Linked DNA regions of Mus musculus: region 2 is linked to region 1. The links are chromatin contacts, called in public Hi-C maps. All regions are on one chromosome and are shown on one strand. The core of a region is the stretch at or near the end of the contact, and the rest is flanking DNA. Distances in the headings are between cores, read along the strand shown.

The links. A called contact is a pair of places that touch in the nucleus more often than the background predicts.
Region 2: a contact with region 1 is called in a Hi-C map of cortical neurons, with 2.7 times the contacts expected there. The contact joins the promoter of Wnt7b here to the enhancer-like site in region 1. A contact is called at or near these places in 5 of 39 promoter capture datasets (embryonic stem cells, hippocampal neurons, liver and 1 more), 2 of 484 Hi-C or Micro-C datasets (both in cortical neurons) and 2 of 115 datasets of contacts at active chromatin or transcription factors (embryonic forebrain and pancreatic cancer cells).

What each region holds. Positions count from the first base shown.
Region 1 is chr15:84,939,843-84,946,272 of GRCm38.p6, reverse strand. It overlaps Nup50 (nucleoporin 50), which reads right to left. Exons shown (of 8, transcript NM_016714.2): 8 at 3,310-6,430. The coding sequence ends at 6,425. 5031439G07Rik (RIKEN cDNA 5031439G07 gene) reads left to right here. Exons shown (of 10, transcript NM_001033273.3): 10 at 1-2,337. Among named protein-coding and RNA genes, the nearest start is that of Mir1249, 8.6 kb to the left of the region's middle. Within about 2 kb of position 3,187, at least 43 of the 459 cell types and tissues checked have an H3K27ac peak or open chromatin away from gene starts, as enhancers often do. A contact at or near this core is called in cortical neurons, where this site is marked.
Region 2 is chr15:85,579,529-85,585,958 of GRCm38.p6, reverse strand. It overlaps Wnt7b (wingless-type MMTV integration site family, member 7B), which reads left to right and starts at 4,138. Exons shown (of 4, transcript NM_009528.3): 1 at 4,138-4,579. The coding sequence starts at 4,509. AU022754 (expressed sequence AU022754) reads right to left here and starts at 4,817. Exons shown (of 5, transcript NR_040433.1): 1 at 4,542-4,817; 2 at 1,472-3,709; 3 at 1-20.

The sequences.
Region 1 (6,430 bases), core at 1,938-4,437:
GGGTCTGGGGTGACCTGCTTCACAGAAGTCACCGACCTTGGCATGGTAGCTACTGCCTTCTGTGTCTGGACCTGAAGAGTGGAGCTGGGGTCTGGAGACCTCGTGTAAATATCTTGAGCTTGAACCAAAAGTAGCCTCTTGGGGCATCTGCATTGGCCCTTCCAGGGAGGAAGTCAGAATGCTGCCCTGTCCTTCTAGGTGAGGAGTGGTGAGTAGATACTGACACGCACCTCCAAACCTTTCTCTGAGCCCCTGGGACCAGCAGCCAGGGTTAGAATATCACACAAGCTAAGTGATTTGATAGCCTGTGGCTGGGGTGGAGATCTGAGTTCTGTAACAGGGAGAGCCCCACAAGTGGAGGAAGCCATGGAGTTCGGTGTTTATCTACTTCCAAGGTGACTTCAGGCCATGAGTTGCCAATCGGGCTCTCTGTTGTTTTTGAGACAGGGTCTCTATAGCCCATGCTGGCTTCAAACTTACTGTACACAGAGGGTGATCTTGAACTCATGACCCTCCTTTCACTTCCATGTGTTGGTGTTAACAGGGTTCCACCACCATGCCGGTTTTATGCTGTGCTAGGGGTAAAACCCAGGGCTTTGTGCCACTGGGCAAGCACTCTCATCATCTGGGCTGCTCCCCTCAGCTTTCTTACCTTCTGTTGACCTCAGCCCCTCCCTTTGTAGATCAGGACACTTGATGCAAATAGCAGTGTTCTTTCTTTCAAAATTGTTACATGAGAATTTACACTTACAAAAATGTTTTGTTTTGCTACTTCAAAACTTCTGATTTCTACAAAAAAACATTTCAATGAAGACATGAGGTAGCACACATAGAATGTGTTAGTGTGCGAATTATGAGTGGCTTTCCCTTGAACACCCATACCCAACAGAAGGCCAGCCTCTCAAGGCAGGCTTAGTGGTGGCTGTTGACTTTGTGATTCCATCTTTCTTTGAGACATTGCATTATATTTTAGAGACATTTCAAGTGAATTTTCTTTTAAATGCCCCCATCTTTAATACATGTTTCACATTAATACAAACAAATAGCAAATCAAGGGAATGACCTTGACTTTGATAACATTATGAAATGGTATCCTCTGGGGCTGACAGACGCCATACCACATACTGGTTGGTCTGTGAAGACCCTGTGAGAGGGATAGTGACCACCCTAGCCAGAGTGTGGGCATTTCCAAAGCTGACCACATGATATATTTTGGGCTCGGTTCTGTGCTCCCATGAAAATACACCCTGGCAGTATTTGGACTGCAAACTCTCAAAGCTTTTCTAAGAGAACCCCCTAAAAACCATCACAGTAGCAGGAAGATGGCTGGAATAGAAGTTGGGACCCAAAATGGGAGTTCAGAAAAGATCCTGGCAGGCATCTGACTTTCCTTGTTGCGGAGCTCCTCTGCAGTGGGGGTGAGAGGTGGGGGAAGGGGGGAGCATGGAGGGTGAGATCATCTGGCTGGCTCTTTCTAGGGCCTGTAATCATCACGGGTCAGAAATATAGCCACCTTCCATGCAAATGGGTTTCTAAAACATGCCAAATGACTTATGTCACAAAGAATAGGTCCTAATATACTGTATACCCCGGGGTTAGACCTGCAGTGGAGACAGAGAAAGGGAGACTGAGGGGACATATAGTAAGGAGCCAGTCACTACCCTAGGAACACCAGACCAGGAGGGTTTTTCTGAACTGCTACAACTACAAGGAGGTGGGAAGGAGGCAGCGGCTTGGCAGGAAACCCATGCCCCCTTGCTATCCACATCACTGGGTAGCCCTTTCAAGTGGCCTGAAGCCTCTGCTCTGGAAGCTGGCTGCCCTGCTGGCCTTCCGTCTCCCAGCTGCCTTGGGAGGGCAGTTCTGCTCTCAGGTCTTTTATCCTGACTCATACATACCTGTAAGGAGCCGCTGTCAGCCTGGAAGAGAATGTTCCCCGGAAAGGAAAACCTTCCAGAACGTATGTAGAAGAGAGGAGTGTAAAATAATGCAGTCTCTGTAGCTCACTGTATATGCCCATGTCAACTGGAGACATCAGACTTTGTGCTTGTTAAAGGGAAGGAAGCTGGGAAATGTGAGGAAGGAGAAGCTTGCTTTGGGGATGGGCGATGAATGTTCCTGTTCTTAAGTGTCACTCACTTGCCTCCTACAGCCTCATGGAAGCCAGTGGGCCATCAAAACTTTTCTCTCTTCTATGTGGATGGCTCTTTCATTTTGGACTCTGACTTTAATAAAGCAATTAGGTTGCTCAGTTTGAAATAACCATTGTTTCTGGTGAACTTTGATTATATTTTGAATAAACAATTTTACTCAAAAGACTTAAGCCAATTCTAGAAACCAATGAAGTCCAGTGATTCAGTGGGGGTGATGGAAAGGGCCATGTGGCCCTGGTCCCCCAGCAAGCCATGTCACCCCCGTTTGCCAGGGCTTGGGATCTTCAAAGAGAAGGTAAACCCAATACATCCCTTCAGGTCCAGTGACTGCGAGGTTCCTCACGGTCATGAGAGGTTGTCATAGTTCCTGGGAATGCTGGTGGTCACTGCCATCTCCTCCTAGGATGTGCTAACGGGCATGGAGTCATGGCTCTATCTGGGAGTTACAGGGAGGGAGTCTGCCAGCCAGTGCTGGCTGATCACAGCTGTGCAGCGCGTCATCCGTTCACATACAATGACTAGTAGTAGTGTGATTATACAAAAACCACTGTATCAAAGACTGGCCTTGACCTGAGTGGGCTTAGGGCGGGGTCCCCAAAAGCTGTCAGCTCTAATTTCTATGAACCTCTGGCACTGGAAGCTCCAGGGTTACACTGGGGGTCCACACCAGATCAGTCTGTCTCCCTAATGGCTCAGGGACAATCTTGCTCTTCAGCAAGCACCTATAACTTATGAATCTCACAGTTCGGAACCCCGGGGACAGCCTTTTAGCTTTTTTCCCCTAACCAGGAAAACACCTTATAACTCAGATAATGCAGTGTCTCTTAGGAAACTTTAGAATCTGAACACAACTCCAGTAAGTACATCACGGAATGAACAAGAATCTAGTATGAATAACTTACTTCTGAAGAAGAAAGCTAACCTCTCCCAGCTGGAATTTGTCTGAGGCTGGAGGACTGCCTGCCTAGAACAGGGCTCTGGCTCTGCAGCCGACTGTAATCCAGTGCAGGCAGGCCCGGGCCAAGCTTCAAGCTGCTCACCCTACATCCCAGTCAGCTGGTCAGCCCCCACTTCAGATCCGTCTGTGCACACTACTGTGTGCTGCTTTCCCCACTGATCTGCCAAGAATATCACAGAACAGAACAGTACCCAACGCTGGTTTTTCAACTTTCCATTTATTCACATTTCATGGATTGTTACACTTCCTTAAAGGCTCATTCAAAAGCTAACACACACTGAGATTACACTGCCTGACAATTCAAGTATTTTAGCTGGAGAAAACAAGTTCCCGTTCCGAGTAGAAGGCGGATCACTCCATGTGCTGGCTACGAAGTCTGACGTCACTTTTACAAATCTGTGTTAAGGGACAGTCCTCAGGCTTGTGATTGCTTCTGGAGAGCACTTGGTGGCTGTGTACAGAGCATGTGGCTAGAAAGACGCCCTGAAGAACTCCCAACCTCACCTACAAGTGACAGAGCAGGCCATCTCCTTAAAATCCCACTCCAGTGGTCTAAGTGGGTACTCTGCAGCCTCAAGGGGCTGTTTCTCATCTTCAGAGATAGTAACATAATGAAGAAACTGGCAAGAACAGACTTCGTAATGTTCAAAAGGTAGGGAAACGGCTTTCCCTGACAGCAAGGTGAATTCCCCTCTATGCCATAGGAGGTATTTTTTTTGTTGTTGTTGTTGGTTTGTTTTGGTTTTTGGCACACAGCATGTAAAAAAACAGGATTCAGAACTGAAATGGTAAAACAGAGCATCAGCCCACCAACAGTCGGACCTGTCACTGACACAGACACAGCCTGTACAGTGTGGCTCTCTGAGGAGGACATGGCAGGGCTGGGAATGTGTCATAGTGTGAGCTATAGTGTGGGAAGGCCCAGGCTTAGCATCTGCCAGATGCACCCTGACCACAGAGAACACACACTTCCTTCAGGCAAATGTAAGACACAACGTGAGATTTTCAAACTGGAGATACACACCTCAGTTCACATTAAACAGACAAGATGCAAGTTTCTAACACGTTAAACCATAAATGAAGTTTAAGCCATGGGTTGGAACCAGCTACACACACAGTGGAAGAAGAACAGAGTGCCCTCCGGGGGCCTCCCTGTGACACTCAGACTTCATAGTGATTCCCATACTCAGGTCAGATGCAATGAGCTAGCTCCTAAAGCATAAAGACAAGACACCGAGTTACAGTCACACCCCACACATCTCCCCTGTAATTCTTGTTTCCAAAAGTGATAGTCTTTAGCAGCAAATTGCTGGAATGTTAGAAAAAAAAGCAAGCCACCCTCACTAATTTACAACTGAAATTGGCCGGGGAGCTCTAGAAGGCAGTCCAGTCATGATCTTTTTTGCTTTTATTCTTTTGGTAAATATTCAAGGCATGGGCAGATGCTCACAGAGCACTGCCACCATGAAGAGACAAGTTCCTGAAAGTGCCTGTGAGTTTGACACGTGTCAGCCCCACAGGCACGTGGCTACACAGTACTGTTCTGAAATGCACACCCCTTGTTTCATCTTTGGAAAGCTGGGAAGCCCAATGTGAAGAAGCCAGGGCCAGGGCCAACAGAAGCAGCAACCTGCTTGCTAGGAACCAATTCTCCATGCTACAAGGCAAAACCAAACCAAACCGCACAGCATCTCCTTAGGTCCACAGCCCAAGAAGCACAAACATGCATCTGCAGATACGTGCCAAAATGCACAGAGCACTGTCACCCCACCTCAAGAACATCTCTGGGCTCAGGAGGCAGAGGCAGGTGGATCTGAGTTCAAGGCTAGCCAGGGTTACATAGTGAGACTAAGACCCATGTGAAAATAAAAGTTAACCAGGTTTCATCCCACCTAGCACGGCAGCTTTAAGAAAGCAACTGTGCCACCCAGCTTTTGTCGGAACCTGATCACACAAGTGTGCGCCCCTGGGTACTGACCCTGAGCCTTCAGACAAGATCTGGTCCTAGTGTCAAATGGTTTTATGAGAAATGCAAGTGGACTTTTAAAGAGTCAAACTTTCTATTCTATTTGATTTTATTGGGGGTGGGGGAGGTGTCTTACAGTAGCTCAAGCTGCTGTGAACTCAAATGATCTTCCTGCCTCAGCTTTTCCAGCACCGGGATTAGACAGGAACCATGACCAGCTCGTCATCAAATCTCGAATTTAACCCATGTCTGGTCTTCAGAGAATACTAGTATTAGCAACCTCACCGCTCTGAGGTAACATGACCAGCGTGTAGAACCATGGCTCTCTTCCAAATGGACATACTCAATAATACCTCATCCTTAAAAAAGTAAAGATAAAAATGTTTTCTTCAGACGCCAAATAATATGCTGCTGTCTGAAGCTACGGGCCAAATGAGCCGTCTTCCACTCCCATACTCTTGCTTCTCATGAGCACACGGCTCGTGAGAGAACTCCATTCAGACTGTGCCCACCAGGGCTCAGCAGGGCACAAACGGCCATGAGCACACAACCCTTTTCAGCACGATTTCACTTTTTTCTTTTAAAATAAAGGCTTATTTGTGGTATAGAAATGATATAAAAACACTACCAAATTTGTGCTTTTAATAAAATCCATTATTCCTGACAGCCCCCGTCCATGCTAACTAGGGAGGAAAGCTAGTAAGAGCACCTCATGGATAAACTCCAGACCCAGTCTGTCCACCGCCAGCTCCCCACGAGCCACCACTCATGGTCTTTCCCATGGAAAGGCGGTTCCTGGTTCAGTCAAGCAGCTCCAGGTCAAAGGCCAGCACCAGCCGAGACAGGCTGACGACAGATTCCCAGTACCCAGTCAGCTCAGAAGGAATGGGCAAGCGCGGTCGGTCACAGTGTGGCGGTGTGCTGTCTGGCAGGAGTGCTAGTCATGGTCAGACAAGCCCACAGGAAGGAAACGGGCGGTGTCTTCAGGAACACTGGGTCTCCTGGGGAAGGCAGAGAGCGGCACCACTGCTGCCTGAGGGAGCCTTTGGAGAGCTAACTGGTACCCTGATTATAGTCCATTAAGAATCACTTAGGTTAGTTTACTCAATGAATCAACATTAAAAACCATCTTCCCACACTTTTCACTCCAATGTATTTTGCTTAGTTCTTAGGAAGGGAGAAGAGCTTCGACACACTGAAAGGATTTATTGGCCTTAATCTTCCTCACAAAAGTTCAAGTTACCTAGAAGTTCTCAGAATGTCACAGTAGAAGAGGAAAGAATGTGACTAAGTTAGGGACGGAGGGGAAGCAGCAACGTGGCAACATGCCTTGGTCAGCCTCAGTGCTCAGGC
Region 2 (6,430 bases), core at 2,889-5,388, 640 kb before region 1:
ATGTGGTAGACTCAGAGTTCCTGAAGAGAATCCAGAAGAGGCTATTGGTAAAGGTACATCCCAGTTACAGAGGAGACCCTAGCATGTTGGAGATGCCAGTACCATGGGAAGACCATCAAGGACAACAACAGCTTTGGAGTGGAGCTGGTCTGAGTTTAGGAGACAAACTGTATGTGCTATAGATGGCAGAGCCATAGAAGTGCCACGGGTCAGCTGGCCTCTTGAAGAGTCCCAAATGACAAGCGTTGAACTCTTTACACCACTGGACTTTGGTTTGGCTTTGCTTTGATTGTGACCGTGCCCCAATTCCTCCCTCTTGGAGTAAGAAAGCATTTATCTTGGGTTTTGATTTTACAGGAGCTCACAGCTACGAGACCTTGGGTATTTTAGAGAAACTTTGGAATTTTAGAGATACTTTGGATATTTTAGAGAGAGACTTTGAACTTTTAAAGAGACCTTGGATATTTTTAAGAGACTAAACTTGTGTTTGAACTTTCAAGGACTGTGGGACTTTTCAAAAATTGGAATGTTTGCCAAGCGTGGTGGTGCATTCCTTTAATCCCAGCGCTCAGAATGCAAAAGCAGGTAGAACTCACAAAGGTGAGTTCAAGGCCAGCCAGGGATACATAGAGAGACCCTGTCTCAAATAAAAACAAAGTTAGAGCGGTTTTATATTGTGGTATTAATATTACCATCCTATCTTAGGGACAAATGATAAAGGAAAAGTTCTAACCAAACAGCGATGTCTTTGTGTGTCAAACAGAGAAGGAACCAACCATTCTGGCCTGTTTAGTTAACTTGATACAACTTAAGAGTCATTTTGGAATAGGGAAGCTCAATGGAGAAAATGCCCCCACCAGACTGGCCTGTGGGTAAGATAATGGGGCTTTTACTTGGTCAATGATGGACGTAGGAGAACCCAGCTCACTGTGGGCAGTGCATGTATGCTCCTGGGATAGTGGTCCTGGGTGCTAGAAGAAAGCCTGCTAAGCAAACCAAGAGGAGCAAGCCAATAAGCAGCATTCCCTTCAGGACTTCCCTTCAGGATTCCTGCCTTGACTTCTTGCTCTAATCTCTTTTGATGGTTGACTGGGGAAAAAACAAAACAAAACAAACAAAACAACTTTACCAAGTTTTTTTTTGGTTATGGTGTTCATCCCAACAGAAAACCCACATAAGACACCATCCATCTATGCACTCTATGAATGTACGCATCCATCACTCCTACCCACCTGCCCATGCATCTGTGTACCCATCAATCCACTCCCCATTCATCTATGCATTCATTACCAGCACCCATGCACCATCGACCCGCATACCCATTCGTCCAGATATACATCCACCCATGACTGTTCACTCATTTTGGGGTGGATATTTCAGAAAAAAAAATCACTGTATTAGTCAGGGTTCTTTAGAGTCACAGAACTTATGGGAAGTCTCTATATAGTAAGGGAATTTGTTGATCGCTTACAGTCTGTAGTCCAGCTCCCAACAATGGTCAGCAGCAGCTGTGAATAGAAGTCCAAGGATAGAGCAGTTGCTCAGTCCCAGAAGGCAAGCAGGCCAAGGAGAGAGAGAGAGAGAGAGAGAGAGAGAGAGAGAGAGAGAGAATCTTCCTTCTTCCAATGTCCTTATATGGTCTCCAGCAGAAGGTGAGGCCCAGATTAAAGGCGTGTGTCACCACCCCTTTAATCCCAGATGACCTTGAACTCAGAGGTCTCCCTGTCTTAATCTTCTGGATTTCATAGCCACTATGCCTCAAGATCTCCATGGTCAGAAACTTGTATTTCTCAGCCTCCAGACTAGGATCATGGGTGAGCCTTCAGATTTTGGATTGTAGTCCATTCCAGATATAGTCAAGTTGACAACCAGGAATAGCCACTACAAACACCATGGAGTATAGGAATGATGATGGTGGTGGTGGTGGTGGTGGCGGCAACGACGACGACAAGGAAGCACAGGCAAGGATAGCGGAGCCTGGCTGAACCCACAGATAACCAGGTCCTCAAACTGTCCTGGCTCTGGAGCCTTCTGTCTTCTTCATACCAATCCCAACCTAGCCCTTCGGAGAGAAGCTTCCCGGTAGAAGCAAGTCCCCACCGTATCCCACAGACAGATGTGGGGGGTCTTGGAGCTAAGCTTTAACCCATCTTCTTCAAGCTGCAAGGTCAAATGACGGGTAGGAGGCCCTCTGTGATTCTAGGTCTCCTAGGACGCCTGGGCGGTGCTGCTTCCCACCTGCTGTCGGCAGGGGGCAGCACGTCGCTGTGTTACAGACCCTATGCAGTACTTCAGACAACCCTGCATTCTGTTTTGGGGAAACTAAGGCCTAGAAGCAGGTCGGGTCCCATCTACCAATAGAATTACCCACTTTTCTCTGACATAACCCTCCTAGAGAATCCCAAGGCCAACCCTATCTTGGGCCTCCCGATCTGACAGGTCTGGAGATGGGCTAGGAATCTTAAGACCCCAGGATTGTTTGGTGTTTGTTTGTTTGTTTGTTTGTTTGCAGGGAGGAGGAGGCACGCGTGGATGCTGTTGCTATTCCAGCCCCGATGCAGCCACATAAATATTTTGTCTCACTAACAGACCCCAAGACAGGGGTTGTTGGTGGGGACGGTGGAATAGCCCCCAGACTCCAAGGCAAAGTGAGGAATCCCTAACCATTTCAAGTCCAGCTCTTGTGGCAAGCGTTGCTCCCTGTCGCCACGGGATGGCAGCATCCACCTGCCAAGCTACCAGGCTGTTCTGCTTGCTCCCAGCCACCTGGCCCAGCTCAGCTCCCTGCCTACCAAGTTGTGCGACATCCAGAGTTCTTGGTTTCAGGGGACAGTGGTGTGGGACTGCAACTACCGTTTGACATCTGTGCCTTAGTTTCCCTGCTTGTGATGTCCAAATTCTCCTTTCTAAAGAGTCCTCCAACTCAAAACGATCTGCACAGCTGCACCTGCCGGCTTCTGGACCTGGGGTTCAGGAGCGACTCTCTCTCTCCCGGGTCGGGTCGTGGCAAAAGTTCAGAGGATTTGGAGAGATTAAGAGGGGATTAGGGGCAGGGACGGTAGCTTTTGAGCTCGAGGTTCCGGGCTGAGGACAGCGCCCCCTCATACCCCTCCTCATTTCCACACCAGGCAATTGGGTGTTGGCCAGTTTAAAGACGAGCGCCCTCCGAGTTCATCCCCTTGTCATAAGGGCGCCATTTGATGCTGCTGTCCGGGGCTGTAGACGCTTGAAAACCTGGCACACACCCCCCACCCACCCACCATGTGTCTGGTTACTAGCTGGTCCGCTGTGCTAAGACAGACCTAGCTGTGACAGGCAGTGTCCCTGTCACCCATTTATCCAGGATAGGATCAAGCGAGACACACCACAGGATGTGCCAGGCACCTAGGCCAGTCTGACTTCCCACTTTAGCGGTTCAACAAGAATCAGATCTGACACCCGCCCGCATCGGACAGGCCTGCAGAGTGAGACAGAATCCTCAGACTGGGACTCTCCAAGGATGCCTTTCTGAGTCTCTCTGTCATGGTGCCACTTTTAATGCTGGGCAGGCTGGTGTGTCTACCAGTCTCAAGTCCCACGCTCTGCTTGCGCTCTGCAGTGCCGGGCACTGGAACGAGTTTTCCCCGAGTTTGTTGGGCAGGTAACAATGCCTGATCCGGAGTTGTGGCCCTGGAAGCACCCACGTAGGTAACGTCTAGGGGAAAGATGTCTGCACATAGAAAGGAGATGGTGGTGGGTGGTCTCTCTCTCTTTAACTAGAAACTGGAAACCAAGTGACCACCAAGCCCTGAGCGGGTAGTTTCTTAGCCCCCGCCCCTACCCCCACCTTCACTGTCTCTGAGGAGCGCAGGTGTCTCTTTGGAGCCGCACCCTCTCCCCTCCCTCCCCTCTTCCCACGCAGTCCTGGGAGGGCGATCGGAAGGGAGCTGGCCTGGGGAGGGGGGGCGAGGGGTTAGATGCGTTCGTGTGTCACGGGGGAGGGAGGAGAAAAGGGAGGGGAGAGCCAGGGAGCGCGCGCGAGAGAGCGCGCTGCGAGCGAGGAGGGCGGGCGGGAGGCGGATCCTCCTACCTGGGGCGCGCTCGCCTGCTCGCGGCTCGCTTGCCGGGGCCGCGAGTCACCTGGGGAGGCGGACAAGTGCGGACACATTGGCCGCCCCGGCGCACCGCGAGGCGCGCACGGCCCCAGGCGGCTAAGCCCAGTGGAGGCAGCGCCCGCCCGCTGCTCCTGGCCCCGGCCTGCGCTCGCAGAGTCCCACGGTCACTCCGCTGGGCTCCGAGGTCGCGGTTCCCCGCCCGGGTCACTCCCCCGGGCGCACGCGGCGGCTGCGGCGCCCTGGGCTCACCATGGTGGCAACGCGTGCCGGGTGCCCACGCGTCGCCCGCCTCCCGAGCCGAAGCGCCGGCTGAGCGTGGTCCTACCGCAGCTCCCTGGCTCCTGCCCGGCCCCTGCCCACCCGCGCGTCCCCTCCGGCCGCAGCTGTCTATGGCGCAGCCCCCCTCCCTGGATCATGCACAGAAACTTTCGAAAGTGGATCTTTTACGTGTTTCTCTGCTTTGGCGTCCTCTACGTGAAGCTCGGGTGAGTATTTCTCTGGGCGGGGGGCTGCAGACGGGGAGCCGGCAGCCACCAGAGCCTCCTCCAGCGGACCTGGGGATAGGAGTTGGTGGGGGAGGGCGTTTCTTGAAGTGGCCAGGCTGGCTGGTATCTCCGGCCCTCAACCCAGCCTCGTTGAGACTCAACCGAGCCCCCCCGGAGCCAGAGATCCTCCGGAGGGGCGCGGAGCCAATACGCAGCAGGGACAGCGCGGTCCGCGGACGGCCGCAGCGGGGCTCGCGGGTAGCGGCGAGCGTGCCGGGCGCGTACTTTCACCTGTTTGGGCTCCAGGCCCCGGGGGTGGGACGCGCCTTCCCTCCCCCGGGCTGCGCTGGGCGCCGAGCCCGGGCCGAGCGCTAGCCGCCGGGAGGGCGCGCCGGGCCGGGGGGGGGGTGCGTGGGGCATCCCCGGCGGGGGAGATCGGGGCGCGCACTCGCCGCGAGCGCGCAGGCCTTGCACCCGCCGCGGCCCTTCGTCTCTATCCATCACCCGGACATGTTGAAATTACCTTGACAACTCGTCCGGCTGGCTCGGGATGGGCCGTGGGGCTGGCGCAGCAGCCTCGGGCTCCGTCCCGGGCCCGCGCCCCCGCCCGCCCGGGGCCTTGCGCCCGGCCCCCTCTCACCGAGCTCCCCCTGGCGCGGCCGGCCGGGCGGGCTCCAGGCGGGCCGCGCTCGCTGCTCGCCGCCGTAGCTGCTCCGAGTCGTATTTCCACATTCCTGAACCCAGCCGAGTCCTTACCTGTTGAGCCGCGATCTCCTTTAGACGGAATCTGTCTCGGCCTCCCCGGATTGGGGGTGGAGGGGCAGTGTGACCGAACGGAGCGCACCGCACCTCGCGGGCGTTAGTCACTCTTGGCGGGCCGGCCGGGACCAGACCCCCACCCCCACTCGGAGCACCTGCGGACATCTGTGCCCGCCTTGCCCGGCGATCCTACTATGTGTCGCCCGGCGCTCTGAGGCCAGCCTCATCTTGGCCCTAGGAAGGCCAGTGACCAGACCTGTAGGAGGGGCGGGTTCCGGTACCTGGGAGACCGACTTTCCAGGCGAGAGGTAGAAACAGTCGCTGAAGATCAGCACCCTTCCCAGCTCTCTGCACCTCCGCCATCTTACAGGTGAAGAAATTGAGGCCCAGAGAGGGGTAGGGACCAAACCTGGTGGCCTCAGAGGCAGGATTGAAAGTCTCTTCCTTATTCCTGCAGACCTGGGCGGGAGTGTCTGCGGCTGAGAGTGGTTGTGTTTATTGTAGGTTTGTGAGGGTAGGCTATGTCCCTGGGTGTTTGTTTATGAAGGTGAGGGGTGCCGGGGCTTTGAGCTTGCTGGGATGGGGGCAGGGTGGGCAGGCCACTGCTTCCTGGACTCTCAGCAGCCTGTAATGAATCTCCTGGGCCTGTGAAGGGACCCACCGCCCTTTGGGAGGAGGATCCATGCAGATCCCAGCTACCTGGTTCTGGCGCCAAGGCCTTTGAGTTGGGCGCTTGACTGCACCGGCCCTGGCTTCCATTGCTGACCATTCTTCTCAGCAAAGTCCTCTTATCATCAAATGGGAAAAAGTGTCAGCGGAAGGACCTGGGTGCCCGAGGTTGGGGGACTCCCTGGAGTGGTACCTGGGTTTCATGCCTTTACCTCATCTTTCATGGCTGGGAAGGCTTTTGGCTGTGGTGCTCTGAACAACTTGGTGGTCAGTCCTGAGTAGAGAGGGGGGTCTCTGTTAGCCCAGCCTGGGCTCCTAGATGCCTGTGACCACTATCTGGTAGGACTAAGCAAGCTTTCCTCTGCCCAAGAGCCCCAAGGGAGAATTTGTCTTCCTCCATAAGCTGCCCCCCCACCCCTCTTC